Regions from separate parts of the Macaca mulatta genome. Here region 1 is linked to region 2. Evidence: chromatin contacts called from public Hi-C data. All regions are on one chromosome and are shown on one strand. The core of a region is the stretch at or near the end of the contact, and the rest is flanking DNA. Distances in the headings are between cores, read along the strand shown.

Region 1 (6,656 bases), core at 2,927-5,426, 50 kb before region 2:
CGCTGGAAAGTCTTTCTGCTTGGAGGAAGACCAGAGATCACTTGGTGATGTTTTCTTCACCCTCCAAAATTATCTTTTAATCTGTTGTCCTGGTCTGTGGTATTCGGTTTCCCTCCTTGAGAGATAAATCTTTTGCAAACAGCCACTGTCTCTTAACCAGTGCATTTTTTTCTAGAAATTTTCTTTTCTTTTTTTTTTTGAGGCAGAGTCTCGCTCTGTCGCCCAGGCTGGAGTGCAGTGGCCGGATCTCAGCTCACTGCAAGCTCCGCCTCCCGGGTTCCCGCCATTCTCCTGCCTCAGCCTCCGGAGTAGCTGGGACTACAGGCGCCCGCCACCTCGCCCGGCTAGTTTTTTGTATTTCTTAATAGAGACGGGGTTTCACCGTGTTAGCCAGGATGGTCTCGATCTCCTGACCTCGTGATCCGCCCGTCTCGGCCTCCCAAAGTGCTGGGATTACAGGCTTGAGCCACCGCGCCCGGCCATTTTTCTAGAAATTTTCAAACATCCAGTCTTTTACAGAAATTACTTATAGCTTACGTGAGAACAGGCAAATATGGTTGGTAGCCATTTTTATCTTAGTGCCAAAACAGGTTTGGTTTAAACGATTGTTTCCAGGCCAGGCATGGTAGCTCACGCCTGTAATCCCAACATTTTGGGAGGCCGAGGCAAGCAGATCACCTGAGGTTGGGAGTTCGAGACCAGCCTGACCAACATGCAGAAACCCTGTCTCTACTAAAAATACAACAACAACAACAACAAATTAGCCGGACATGGTGGCGCACGCCTGTAGTTCCAGCTACTCAGGAGGCTGAGGCTGGAGAATCACTTGAACCCGGGAGGCGGAGGTCTCAGCGAGCCAAGATCACGCGACTGCACTCCAACCTGAGTAATAGAGCAAGACTCCATCTCAAAAAACAAAAACAAAAAACACAAAAAAAATCCTTTCCCAAAAAGTGACAACTTTTTACTAAATGAATATGGCAGTGTGTGTTTTTCACCCTGGAACAGGCCCTCGCATCCTCTCCGTTTCCCGTTCTATCCCCTGTTGCGTGCTCTGCTGGCTGGGGTCCCGTTGTTTTCGACCTGACTCAGTGCTGGCCACCTCTGAGCCGGTGCCCTGCCTCTCGTGTAAGCCCCTCAACCCACCCTGCACAGAGCTGCCGCCTTATCTTCCTCAGCAGCGTGCAACCTGTCATCTCATCGCTCTGTTCAAGGATATGGTGCAGCTCCCTGCTGTTTGTGACCATGTGTGGTGGTGCGTTAACCCATGAGATGTCTGGCCAGCACTTTGCTTCATACATTAGACCTAACACACACAAGAGCATGGTGGCTCACCCCTGGTTTTTTTTGTTTTGTTTTTGTTTTTTTGAGATGGAGTTTTGTTCTTGTTGCCCAGGCTGGAGTGCAATGGCAGGATCTTGGCTCACTACAACCTCCACCTCCTGGGTTCAGGCGATTCTCCTGCCTCAGCCTCCTGAGTAGCTGGGATTACAGGCATGTGCCACCACGCCCAGCTAATTTTGGATATTTATTTATTTATTTATTTTGAGACAGAGTCTCGCTCTGCTGCCCAGGCTGGAGTGCAGTGGCGCGATCTCGGCTCACTGCAGCTTCTGCCTCCCGGGTCCATGCCATTCTCCTGCCTCAGCCTCCCGAGTAGCGGGGACTACAGGTGCCCGCCACCATGCCCGGCTAATTTTTTGTATTTTTAGTAGAGACGGGGTTTCACCATGTTAGCCAGGATGGTGTCGATCTCCTGACCTCATGATCCACCCGCCTCGGCCTCCCAAAGTGCTGGGATTACAGGCGTGAGCCACCACACCTGGCCAAACCAGGCTAATTTTTGTATTTTTAGTAGAGACGGGGTTTCGCCATGTTGGCCAGGCTGGTCTCGAACTCCTGACCTCAAGTGATCCTCCTGCCTCGGCCTCCCAAAGTGCTGGGATTTCAAGCATGAGCCACCATGCCCAGCCCAGATTGCATTTTTAAATCATTTGAATTATATTTTTCATCAGAGTAATAGGTTGCTTTGAAAACATCAGTACTGAAAGCATGTTTCTTAATGGACGGATGGAGACTGTTCTGTTTCGCCATGAACACTTCAGAAGCTCCACTTTGGTAGGAGATGGGAGCACTGAACCATTAATGGAGTGTGAGCCCTGTACCTTGGGTTATATTCAATCATTTATGGTGGTGCACAGTTGGCAACTATGGCATCTGGGCCTTGGCTCCTCTGAAGCCCCATCAAGCACGACTTGATATTTATATTTAACTGAATATGGTTCCGGCTTTTAAACTTCCTGCTGAAGGTGACCTATGCAAAAAGAACCCAAGAGTGGCTCTCCCAGTTCGCCTTGGATGAGGGTCTTGCTAATTTCTCTTCTCACAGCCACTTTCTGCTTCCAGCGCCGCTTCCCACCCGGGACACGGTGCAGGCGTGTAGGTGCCGTGCCATAGACGTGAGGTAGGTAAGTGCCTCATCCAAGTTCATACCCTTTTAAGAAAGCAATGGAGAATTCACAGTAAATGCTTAATCTTGTAAGACTTCTTTGTGACTCTATTCTGGTCCTGCTGTTTGATCCAGCCCATTTATTAGTTCATAAAAATTTCACATAAACTAAATTTCATCTCCTAGGCTGAGTTCTATCAGATTAATATTTAACTCCAAGGAAATGTGGACATTTGCCTTAAAGAAATTGTTTATGGCCAGGCGCGGTGGCTCACGCCTTTATCTCAGCACTTTGAGAGGCCAAGGCGGGTGGATCACGAGGTCCACCCATCCTGGCTAACAGGGTGAAACCCCGACTTTACTAAAAAATACAAAAACTTAGCCGGGCGTGGTGGCGGGCGCCTGTAGTCCCAGCTACTGGGGAGGCTGAGGCAGGAGAATGGCATAAACCTGGGAGGCGGAACTTGCAGTGAGTGGAGATATCACGCCACTGCACTCCAGCCTGGGCAACAGAGCGAGACTCTGTCTCAAAAAAAAAAAAAAAAAGTTGTTTATTCCAGGGAAGAATCTATACTGTTATTATTTGAATGTCTTTGATTATGGTATGAAATTTTATTGTAGCCCAGGCTCCCACCAATCTTCTGTTGAAAATGGCAAATTTTTATGGATCAATTCACTGGTTCAGCATCTAAGCATTTTTTATTACATTTTTTTCTGACAAAATCAATGTGTGTTTATTATAGAAAATATGGATCGAGGCCGGGCGCGGTGGCACACGCCTGTAATCCTAGCACTTTGGGAGGCCGAGGTGGGTGGATCATTTGAGGTCAGGAGTTCGAGACCAACCTGGCCAACATGGTGAAACCCTGTCTCTACTAAAAATATAAAAATTAGCCAGGCATGGTGGCAGGCACCTGTGATCCCAGCTACTTGGGAGGCTGAGGCAGAAGAATCGCTCGAATGCGGGATGCAAAGGTTGCAGTGAGCCAAGATCGTGCCATTGCACTCCAGCCTGGGTGACAAGAGTGAGGCTCTGTCTCAAAAAAAAAAAAAAAAAAAAAAAAAAAGGATCAAATAGAAAAATAAAAAAATACAAGGAAAATAAAAATTATGTTTCCCTAATATGCTATAATAGCTGTTAACACTGCATATTTTTGTTTTACATGTCTAAAAACAAGCATTTTTTTTTTAATTGGGATCATATGGTACATCCATTTTTCATGTAACAGCATGCATAGCTTCTCGTGTCATTAAACTTTCATATGAAGCATACTTTGTAATGGCTGCATTGAATTTTATTATGCAGACGCCCAACCCCTGATTAATTAACTTTTCAAAGATAGCCAACATCCTATTTTTAACTGTAAAGTGGTTTCCAATTTTTATCGCATTAAAATAACCAAGCAACACTTGATTTTTCTTTTAAAAAATCTTGAAAGCAGGATACAGTCTCCAACTGCCAGACTGCTGTGATATCTGCAGACTTGTGGCTTCTGAGTGTGAGTGTGTGTGTGTGTGTTTTATGAACTGAGCCCCGTCGAGTGCTCCAATTTGCTGAGCAGAATGTCTGGGCTATTTCTTGAACTTGTGGATACAAAAAGAAGAGAAGCCAAGCGAGACGACTCCGGAGTGGAGGGTACAGTCACCCCTTCAGAGCGTGCCAAGAATAGTTTTCATGTAAGCAGCATGGAGGCGGCAGATGACCCCGGAAGCAGAGCGGAGGCGGCAGATGACCCCGGAAGCAGAGCGGAGGCGGCAGATGACCCCGGAAGCAGGGCGGAGGAGGCGGATGACGACCTTTGCAAGGTTCCTTTTAGACTTAAAGTCTCATGGTTCCCACGGTGCTACCTGTTCTTTGGAACACTCCACCTCCTGTTTGTCAGTCCATTACTGCAGGCATGCGCAATCCTTTTAATATATTAGCATCACCTGCAAAAGCGGGGCTTTAAAAACAGCAGCAGCAATGCCGGAATCTACTTCCAGAGTGCTGTTGATCCAGTTTTGATCCAATTAGACTAAGGTGGAACCCAGACACATGTTCCGTGTGTGTGTGTGTGTGTGTGTGTGTGTGTGTGTGTGTGTGTGTGTGTGTGTTTAAGCTCTTCCAATCTGCAGCCGGGGTTGAGAATTTCTGCTTTATGGCTTTTTTTTTTTTTTTTTTTTTTTTTGAGAGGGAGTCTCACTCTGTCGCCCAGGCTGGAGTGCAGTGATGCGATCTCGGCCCACTGCAACTTCTGCCTCCTGGGTTCAAGCGATTCTCCTGCCTCAGCCTCCCGAGTAGCTGAGACTACAGGCGCCCGCCACCACGCCCAGCTAATTTTTTTGTATTTTTAGTAGAGACGGGTTTCGTCATGTTGGTCAGGCTGGTGTCGAACTCCCAACCTCAGGTGATCCGCCCGCCTCGGCCTCCCAAAGTGCGGGGATTACAGGCGTGAGCCACCGCGTCTGGCTTCTTAGACTCCTTGGGGTTTGGGTCACTGGCCTTGGTGCTGAATAGCTTCAGACCACCAGCACTATAGAAGAATCTATACCTCCCATCGGGTTCTGCCAAAGTCATAAGCAGGTGTTTCAAAAATGCTGATGCGGCCGGGTGCGGTGGCTCACGCCTGTGATCCCCGCACTTCGGCAGGCCGAGGCGAGTGGATTAACTGAAGTCAGGAATTGGAGCCTGACCAACATGGTGAAACCCTGTTTTTACTAAAAATACAAAAAATTGGCTGGGCGCGGTGGCTCACGCCTGTAATCCCAGCACCTTCGGAGGCTGAGGCGGATGGATCAAAGGTCAGGAGATCAAGACCATCCTGGCTAACACGGTGAAACCCCGTCTCTACTAAAAATGCAAAAAAAAATTAGATGGGTGCGGTGGCGAGCACCTGTAGTCCCAGCTACTCGGGAGGCTGACGTGGGAGAATCACTTGAACCCGGGAGATGGAGGTTACAGTGAGCCGAGATCGCGCCACTGCACTCCAGCCTGGGCGACAGAGCGAGACTCCGTCTCAAAAAAAAAAAAAAAAAAAAGCTGATTCATGGAGGAACAGGGTATCCCGGCTCTTTCTAAGTGTCTTGGCTGAAAGATCAGTATTTTCTTGCTGCTGCTGCATCTGCCTCCCCAGACAGCCAATTAGCCACAGAAACAGCTGCTGCCTAAGGAGACAGTTCAGAACTGAGCTTTTAACATCCAGAAGCACATCACGTAGCTAAACAATAGAATATTCACATCAAGCAAAAACATCTAGCTTTGAGTGACCATATTTGCTTTCTGGAGAAAGGGGGCCTCAGACGGCTACCATAATTATACTGGGATTACAGGCATCTGCCACCACGCCTGGCAAATTTTTTGGTATTTTTGGTAGAGATGGGGTTTTGCCGCGTTGGTCAGGCTGGTCTTGGACCTGGAGCTTGGTAGTTCCTGGATGGGTAGAGAGGAGGGAAGAGCATGCCTGACACTGTGGGAGGCAGCTGGCTATGGAGGAGGGAGCATCAGACCCAGATCAGAGATGTGGGCTTGAATGTCATTTCTGCTTTAGCCCAGCAGCGTGACTTTGCAGTTAACCCAGCTGGTGGTCAATTCCTCCTCTGTAAAGTGGCGATAAGGATGGCTACCATAATTATGCTCTAATGTCAGGGTTATGTGAGAAAATGCTCATATCAGCAAAGTCAGCTGACCTGACATAAGAGAGATCCTTGGGTTTGTCCTAATAGCCAGAAACTGGGCCTCTTTTGTTCCCCCTCACTGATGTGAGAGAGGAGAGAACATTTCAGAGGTCTTTAACATCTTTAACTTTGATAAAGGCAGCTAAGTGGGGGACATGCAAGCTATGTTCTGTGTGGACAGACAGGTGGAACCCAGCCATCGTTTTAACCAGCTTCCCAGTGGTTCTGATGCAGGCCAAATGTGGAGAACCACTATTTCGTAGTGGCACACTCTACAAACACCCATGTTTTACTCGGTTATTCTCTCTGTCTCTCTCGTTTTTGAGATGGAGTCTTGCTCTGTTGCCCAGGCTGTGCAATCTCAGCTCCCTGCAACCTCCGCCCCCTGGGTTCAAGCAATTCTCTTGCCTCAGCCTCCCGAGCAGCTGGGATTACAGGCACCCGCCACCATGCCCAGCTAAGTTTTTGTGTTTTAGTAAAGATGGGGTTTCACCGTGTTGGCCAGGCTGGTCTCGAATTCCGGACCTCAGGTGATCTGCTCGCCTTGGCCTCC
Region 2 (6,112 bases), core at 1,680-4,179:
TCTTTTCTTTCTTTCTTTCTTTTTTTTTTTTTTTGAGAGAGTCTCACTCTGTTGGCCAGGCTAGAGTGCAGTGGCACAATCTTGGCTCACTGCAACCTCTGCCTCCCGGGCTCAAGCAATTCTCATGCCTCATCCTCCTGAGTAGCTGGGATTACAGGCGTGTGCGCTACTACACCCAGCTAATTTTTGTATTTTTAGTAGAGATGGGGTTTCACCACATTGGCCAGGCTGGTTTCAAACTCCTGACCTCAGGTGATCCACCCGTCTCGGCCTCCCAAAGTGCTGGGATTACAGGGGTGAACCACCGTGCCCGGCCCCCTTATTTCTTTCAGTCCTGGAATTTAGGAAAGCAGGACTTGCTGGTCCTTGTATCATGTTTCCAGATGATAAATACCTGAGGCTGAAACACGGCTACAGCCTTGTCCAAGCTGGTTTCTCATAAGATCCTAATAGTACACAAACAGTTACAGCTTGTGAACACCTTGAACACCTTCTGTGTGCCAGAAACGGTCCTTTACGAACCACTTACAATCCTCACAGCCACCCTGGAATCATTATTCATGTCAGAGGGGAGGAACTAGAGGCTGAGAGAGGCGGCTGAGCAGGGGCTGGACTGGGGCAGGCCTGGCTCTTTCCTTCCCACTGGCAGCCCGTGGCACTGTGGGGCTCGGCGGGCAGGGCTGGGGCCAGCATCTCACGTGTTGCTGCTCCTGGCTAGACCCCACGTCCCCGCTGAGTAGAGTCAAAGCCTTCCCGTGGTCTGTGGCATGCCTTCCTGTGCAATTGGGAACCCTAAGGGCTGTGGCTGGGGACAGGATGCCGAGCGCGCCAGCCAGGGCTGGGGTTTGCAGACAGCACAGGCATTTTTAATTGTAGTGGTGGGCCTCACCCCACGTGCTCTGGGAAACTCTCCCTGGGTTTATGCCTAATGGCGTTTCTCTAGCTTCTGTGGGATCCCCACTCTGCTGTGGAGAACCCTTCCCTCTCCTGTTGGCAAGAGCCCAGCTCTCCCCCAGCACCTCTGGGCTCTGGCCTAGCAGGCAGCCCCTGCCGCATTAGACCCTTAGCCTGATCCGGGCCAGACACCAGCTCGTCTCAGACGCAGGTCAGCTCTCTGGACAAAACTCCCGGGGCAGCTGGCTGTGCCTCTCACTCGCTCAGCCGGCTTGACCTGAGGCCCCTTTGCCCTCACTCAACCCCCTCCCCAGAATCCTTCCTGGGTTCCAAGTCGGCCCCTCATCATGGGCGCCCTGGGCCACAGTTCCCTGGGAGTTCTTCCTGCCTGTCGCTCGAGGTACATGCACGCAGGACTCACAGGCCTCCAATCCTCAGCCCTGCCCTTGGCCTCCTTCCCTGAGACCCGGCCAGACTCTCCCTTCGCTGTGGCTCACTCCAGGCAGGTCCAGAGACGGGGCTGACCGCATCCCTACCCTCCCAGGCCCCCTTGACCCCTCTCCTGATCATGCCCTCTCCCACCCCAGGGGACGCAGGGAGGGGGTCTCTGGATGTCTTTTTCCTCCCCTTGGGCCCCCACAGTGCTCAGCCACACCTGGGGTCTTGCTATGAACGAGTTCCCCCAGGCGCCGACCTGTGGGCCTTAGGCCCCGCCCAGCGTTCCAAGGCGAGCCCGGGGCCCTCAGGCGTTCCTGCCACCCTGGGCCACTGGGCCCACTGGAGTCGTGGTATCGGACAGAAATGAGTTTTTCCTTTTTATTTGGCTGCTGCTGCTGCCTCTCCCGGACCAGGCTTGGGCAGCAGCGCAGGCAGGGGAAGGGGACTCCGCACTCATGTGCCCACGAAACCACAGCAGGCCCCACCCGCACTCCCACGCTCCCACACCTGCTGCCCCAAAGCCCTCACTCTCCTAAAAGCAGCGAGAGCACACAGGGCTCGGAGGCGCAGGGCTGCGAAGGTGGCTCCAAGACGAGTTCGAGTCCAAGATGAGCTCAGGATCCTGAGCCTTTCTGGGAAATGCCTCCCCAGGTTGGGATGCGGGGGCGCAGCCCCAGGCCCTGGAGCTCCTTCTCTCTGGCCCAGGCTGGGATGTGGGGGGCAGCCTCAGGCCCCAGAGCTCCTTGTCTCTAGGGAGGCCGTGTCTCTTTCACGCCAGGTCTCAGCCCGTCCAGTTCTGCTCTTGTACAGGACGCCTTTGCAGTCCCGGCTTTTGTAGTCCAGCTGCCAGCACGGCCTCCCTCCAGCCCCGCTGGTGCCTCGAGGCTGGTCAGGAGCGCGGGTGGCCCATCCTGGGAGCGGCTCGCAGGTAGCCCCGCGGCCAGGGAGGCAGCCCAGCAGAGGAAGGCCCCGGACAGCGGCGCCAGCTTCCCCAGGAGGCCTGGGTTAGGCCCGGCCCCTCGGCCACCGCGCTGGGCCGTCCCGGGGGCGCGTGCGGGGGGCACGAGGCACAGCGGGGCGCAGACGGCACCGAGGGGTGGGCGGCGTCTGGGCGTGCGAGGCTGGGCCCTGCAGGCGTCCGGGGGCTGGCGCCTGTGTCTCCGGTGTCCCCGCGCGCAGCTGGGCCGTGGCACTCCAGGTGTCCGCAGGGCTCGCGGGGCGCGGGACTGGCGCGCAGGACCAGGGAGAGCGCGGCGATGCGGTGGATGGCTCTGCGCAGCGTGGCGATCTTGGAGAGCCTCTTGCCGCCCAGGTCGTGCCGCAGCGCCCGGCGCAGCGCGTTGAAGGCCTCATTGTAGTCCAGGATGCGCTTGCGCTCCCGCACGTTGGCCGCCATGCGCCGCGCCTTGGACCGCACTGGCCGCGCGCGCCTCCTCCCAGCCGGCTCTTCTGCCTCGCCCTGGCCAGGGGAAGCGCCGTTCGCCCCCAGCACCCCCAAATCACCCCCGGGCTCGGGGCAGGGGCCCCCCAAGTCCTCCGCAGAGCCTTCGGCCCCCTTCCGCGCCTTGAGGCCTAGTCCTGGCTCGCCCCGCAGCATTGCCTCCCCGGGCCCTCACCCTCTGCCCCAGTCCCGGCCCTCTGCCCTTTGCCGTCTGCCCCCTGCCCCGGCCCCGGCTCGCTACGCGGACGGTCCCCGGCTCCTGGGGCTGGACACTCCCGAGACAGGCCCCCTCCAGCTGGGCTTTATGGCACCACGCGGCGCCCCGCCCTCCCATCCATCCATCTCCCTCCTCCTGCATTATTACCGGCCTCCAGGTAGGTCGGCGAGGGAGGAACCGAGGGGAAGAAGGAAAGCGAGGAGGGAAGCTTGCAGGTTCTTGTAAGCGGGGACCAGACGGCAGCCCGGCCACGCTGCACGGGGGACCTTGCCCTGCCTCGCTCCGGGGCTGCTGTGGGGTGTCTGGGTTCCACATTCTTCCTCCCCACTCCCAGATACAGTGCTAAGTTTGGCTTCTAGCAGGAAAGCTGATAGAAATAAAGAGTGGCAGAGGGCTGGGTGCCGGCTCACGCCTGTCATCCCAGCACTTTGGGAGGCCGAGGCAGGTGGATCACTTGAGTTCAGTAGTTCGAGACCAGCCTGGCCAACAGGGTATATAAAACCCCGTCTGTACTAAAAACACAAAAATTAGCCGGGCGTGGTGGCGGGTGCCTGTAATCCTAGCTACTCGGGAGGCTGAGGCAGGAGGCTGGCTTGAACCCGGAAGCCGGAGGTTGCAGTGAGCAGAGATCCCACCACTGCACTCCAGCCTGGGCCACAGAGCGAGACTCCATCTCATAACAACAACAACAAACCTTGAAAGGTCTTGTCAAGTCCTGTGGGCAACCACAGAGATGTCATTGGGAAAAGCACGAGTGTGCCAGCAGGGCTCAAATGGGAGGGGCAGGGCCCTGCAGGTAAGGCTGGCCCAGAGCTTCCGGCTTTTTCAGCTATGGAGTGCGGCTGGCGGCAATTGGGGTTCGGGTTTTGGTTAGGCCTGACTCTCCCTCCACTGCCCTTTGACTCCCCTTCTGCAGACAGAGCTGGGCTGAGTCGGCAGCAGAGGGTGAAGGGGAAGATCCCTTTGCAGCCCTGGGTCCCCATCAGGGGCATCTTTGGGGTCCAGAGCCCTCGGGCAGCCCTATCTCGTGACACAGCTCTGCCAGGTTATGAACTCAATGAGCAGCCTCTCTCCTCTTCCCCCAGGGATTTGCATTTGAAAGAGGGTCTCAGAAAAAAGATGTTTATTCCCAGAGAAAGACCCCCAGTGGGATTTCCGGCATCCACAGCTGAGTTATTTGGAGTACCTGAGGGCCACTCATTCCCAGTCACAACCCAAATGCCTCCAAAATGCCAAGGCCTGTGGCATTGGAATGGGTGTGTGGTTCACATCCATCTCGCCAAGAGAGCGTTGCCAGTAACCCCATTATTTCAAACTGAATGTCTCCATAGAAGAAAATAACAAGGCATTAGGAAGCACAGTGTATGTATTTACTTCTGTGATTGTCTGCCTTGCCCAGTAGGATGAAACCATCCTAAGGACATCTACATTTCCCGGGTTCTATTTCCCCCAAATCTGCAATATATGTGGAATTATAAAGCAGCTAGAGGCCGGGCGCAGTGGCTCACGCCTGTAATTCCAGTACTTTGGGAGGCCGAGGTAGGCGGATCACTTGAGGTCGGGAGTTCAAGACCATCCTGGCCAACATGGTGAAGCCCCGTCTCTAAGAAAATACAAAAATTAGACGGGCGTGGTGGCGGCGCCTGTAGTCCCAGCTACTCGGGAGGCTGAGGCAGGAGAATGGCTTGAACCCGGGAACCGGAGGTTGCAGTGAGCCAAGATAGCACCACTGCACTCCAGCCTGGGCGACAGAGGGAGATTCCGTCTCAAAAACAAACAAAAAACAAGGTAAGTAAAAGCAAAGAAAATGCCCACGCAGCGCGCGTTTCCCGGTGGCGTTTCCCGGCCGCTCCCGCCCTTCCCCGCGCAGGTCAGGAAACGGCCCCACGTGAAAACCCCGAGGACCCGGGAGAAGCGCCCCCTCCTGGAACCCGGGACTCCCGGGCGCTGCGGGGCGCGGCCGACTTCAAAGCGAGCGGCGGCCCCGGCATTTCCGCGGCACCTGCCCGTGCCCGGGAGCGCGAGTTCTCGGCCAGGGCGGGAGGAGGCGGCGGGCGGGCGGGGCGGCGTGATTTAGCGTCGGGCGGCTCCGCCGGCGGCCGCGAAGGTGCCTATTAGCGCCGGGCGGGGCCTGGGGTTCAAAAGTTCCGGCTCTTCCTCCGGAAGTTCCGGCGCCGCTCCCCGAGGGAGGACAGAACGCCCGGGAGAGAAAGTCCGGGAGCCGCCCACGGGGGCCTGGAACCCTCCTCCTCCAGAGAGCGGGTCCCAGGAAGCCCTGAGCCTCCTCCTCTCCCGGGCGACCCACACGCGGCCCAGTGTGGGAGACGTAGGGGCGCAATTTCAGCCTCTGCCCCTTCATGCATTCATTCAACAACGTTTCTGTTTTTCTTTTTTTTTTTGAGACGGAGTCTCGCTCTGTGGCCCAGGCTGGAGTGCAGTGGCGCGATCTCGGCTCACTGCAGCCTCCACCTCCCAGGTTCAAGCGATTCTCCTGCCTCAGCCTCCCGAGTAGCTGGGATTACAGGCACCCACCATCATGCCCAGCTATTTTTTGTATTTTTACTAGAGACGGGGTTTCACCATGTTGGCCAGGATGGTCTCCAGCTCCTCCTGGCCTTAAGTGATCCGCCCGCCTCGGCCACCCACAGTGCTGGGATTCCAGGCGTGAGCCACCGCGCCGGCCCTGAACTGGATTTCAAAGGATGAATAGCAGTTTGCCAAGCAGACAGGAGGTACAGGGAACAGCAGGTGCCAGGCCCTGGAAGTGTAAACCGTCACAGGATGATGCGGAAAATACAGGAAAGTGACTTTGCCAAACCACCAAATATGAGGCCAGGGCGTGATGGGAGACAAGGTTGGAGATCACCAGGCGTCCTGCCAAAAGCTTTTCATCCTGTAGGCAGCTGGGTACCGCAAAAGGTTATTAAACTGAGGAATGACAGTTGTATTTGAATTTCCGCTAGAGCTCTTTGAGCAGTGTGGAGAATGAATGTTAAGACAAATTCTACTTAGGAAGCAAAGATCCTGGAGGAAGGGGGGGGCCTGAGCTATGCAGGCGACGGTGAGAGAAGGGCATGGAGTCAACACCTGTTTGGAAAATAGAATTGACATGTGGGGGTGCC

What was found. A called contact is a pair of places that touch in the nucleus more often than the background predicts.
Region 1: a Hi-C map of fetal cortical plate shows a contact between it and region 2, with 2.1 times the contacts expected there. The contact joins the enhancer-like site here to the promoter of BHLHA9 in region 2. A contact is called at or near these places in 7 of 14 Hi-C or Micro-C datasets (CD4 T cells, blood, cortical neurons and 4 more).

What each region holds. Positions count from the first base shown.
Region 1 is chr16:2,868,946-2,875,601 of T2T-MMU8v2.0, reverse strand. No RefSeq gene overlaps it. Among named protein-coding and RNA genes, the nearest start is that of TRARG1, 41 kb to the right of the region's middle. Within about 2 kb of position 4,176, at least 3 of the 40 cell types and tissues checked have an H3K27ac peak or open chromatin away from gene starts, as enhancers often do. A contact at or near this core is called in fetal cortical plate, where this site is marked.
Region 2 is chr16:2,818,616-2,824,727 of T2T-MMU8v2.0, reverse strand. BHLHA9 (basic helix-loop-helix family member a9) reads right to left here and starts at 2,929. Exons shown (of 1, transcript NM_001194728.2): 1 at 2,222-2,929. The coding sequence starts at 2,929. The coding sequence ends at 2,222. It overlaps LOC114673031 (a long non-coding RNA gene), which reads left to right and starts at 5,175. Exons shown (of 3, transcript XR_013405889.1): 1 at 5,175-6,112.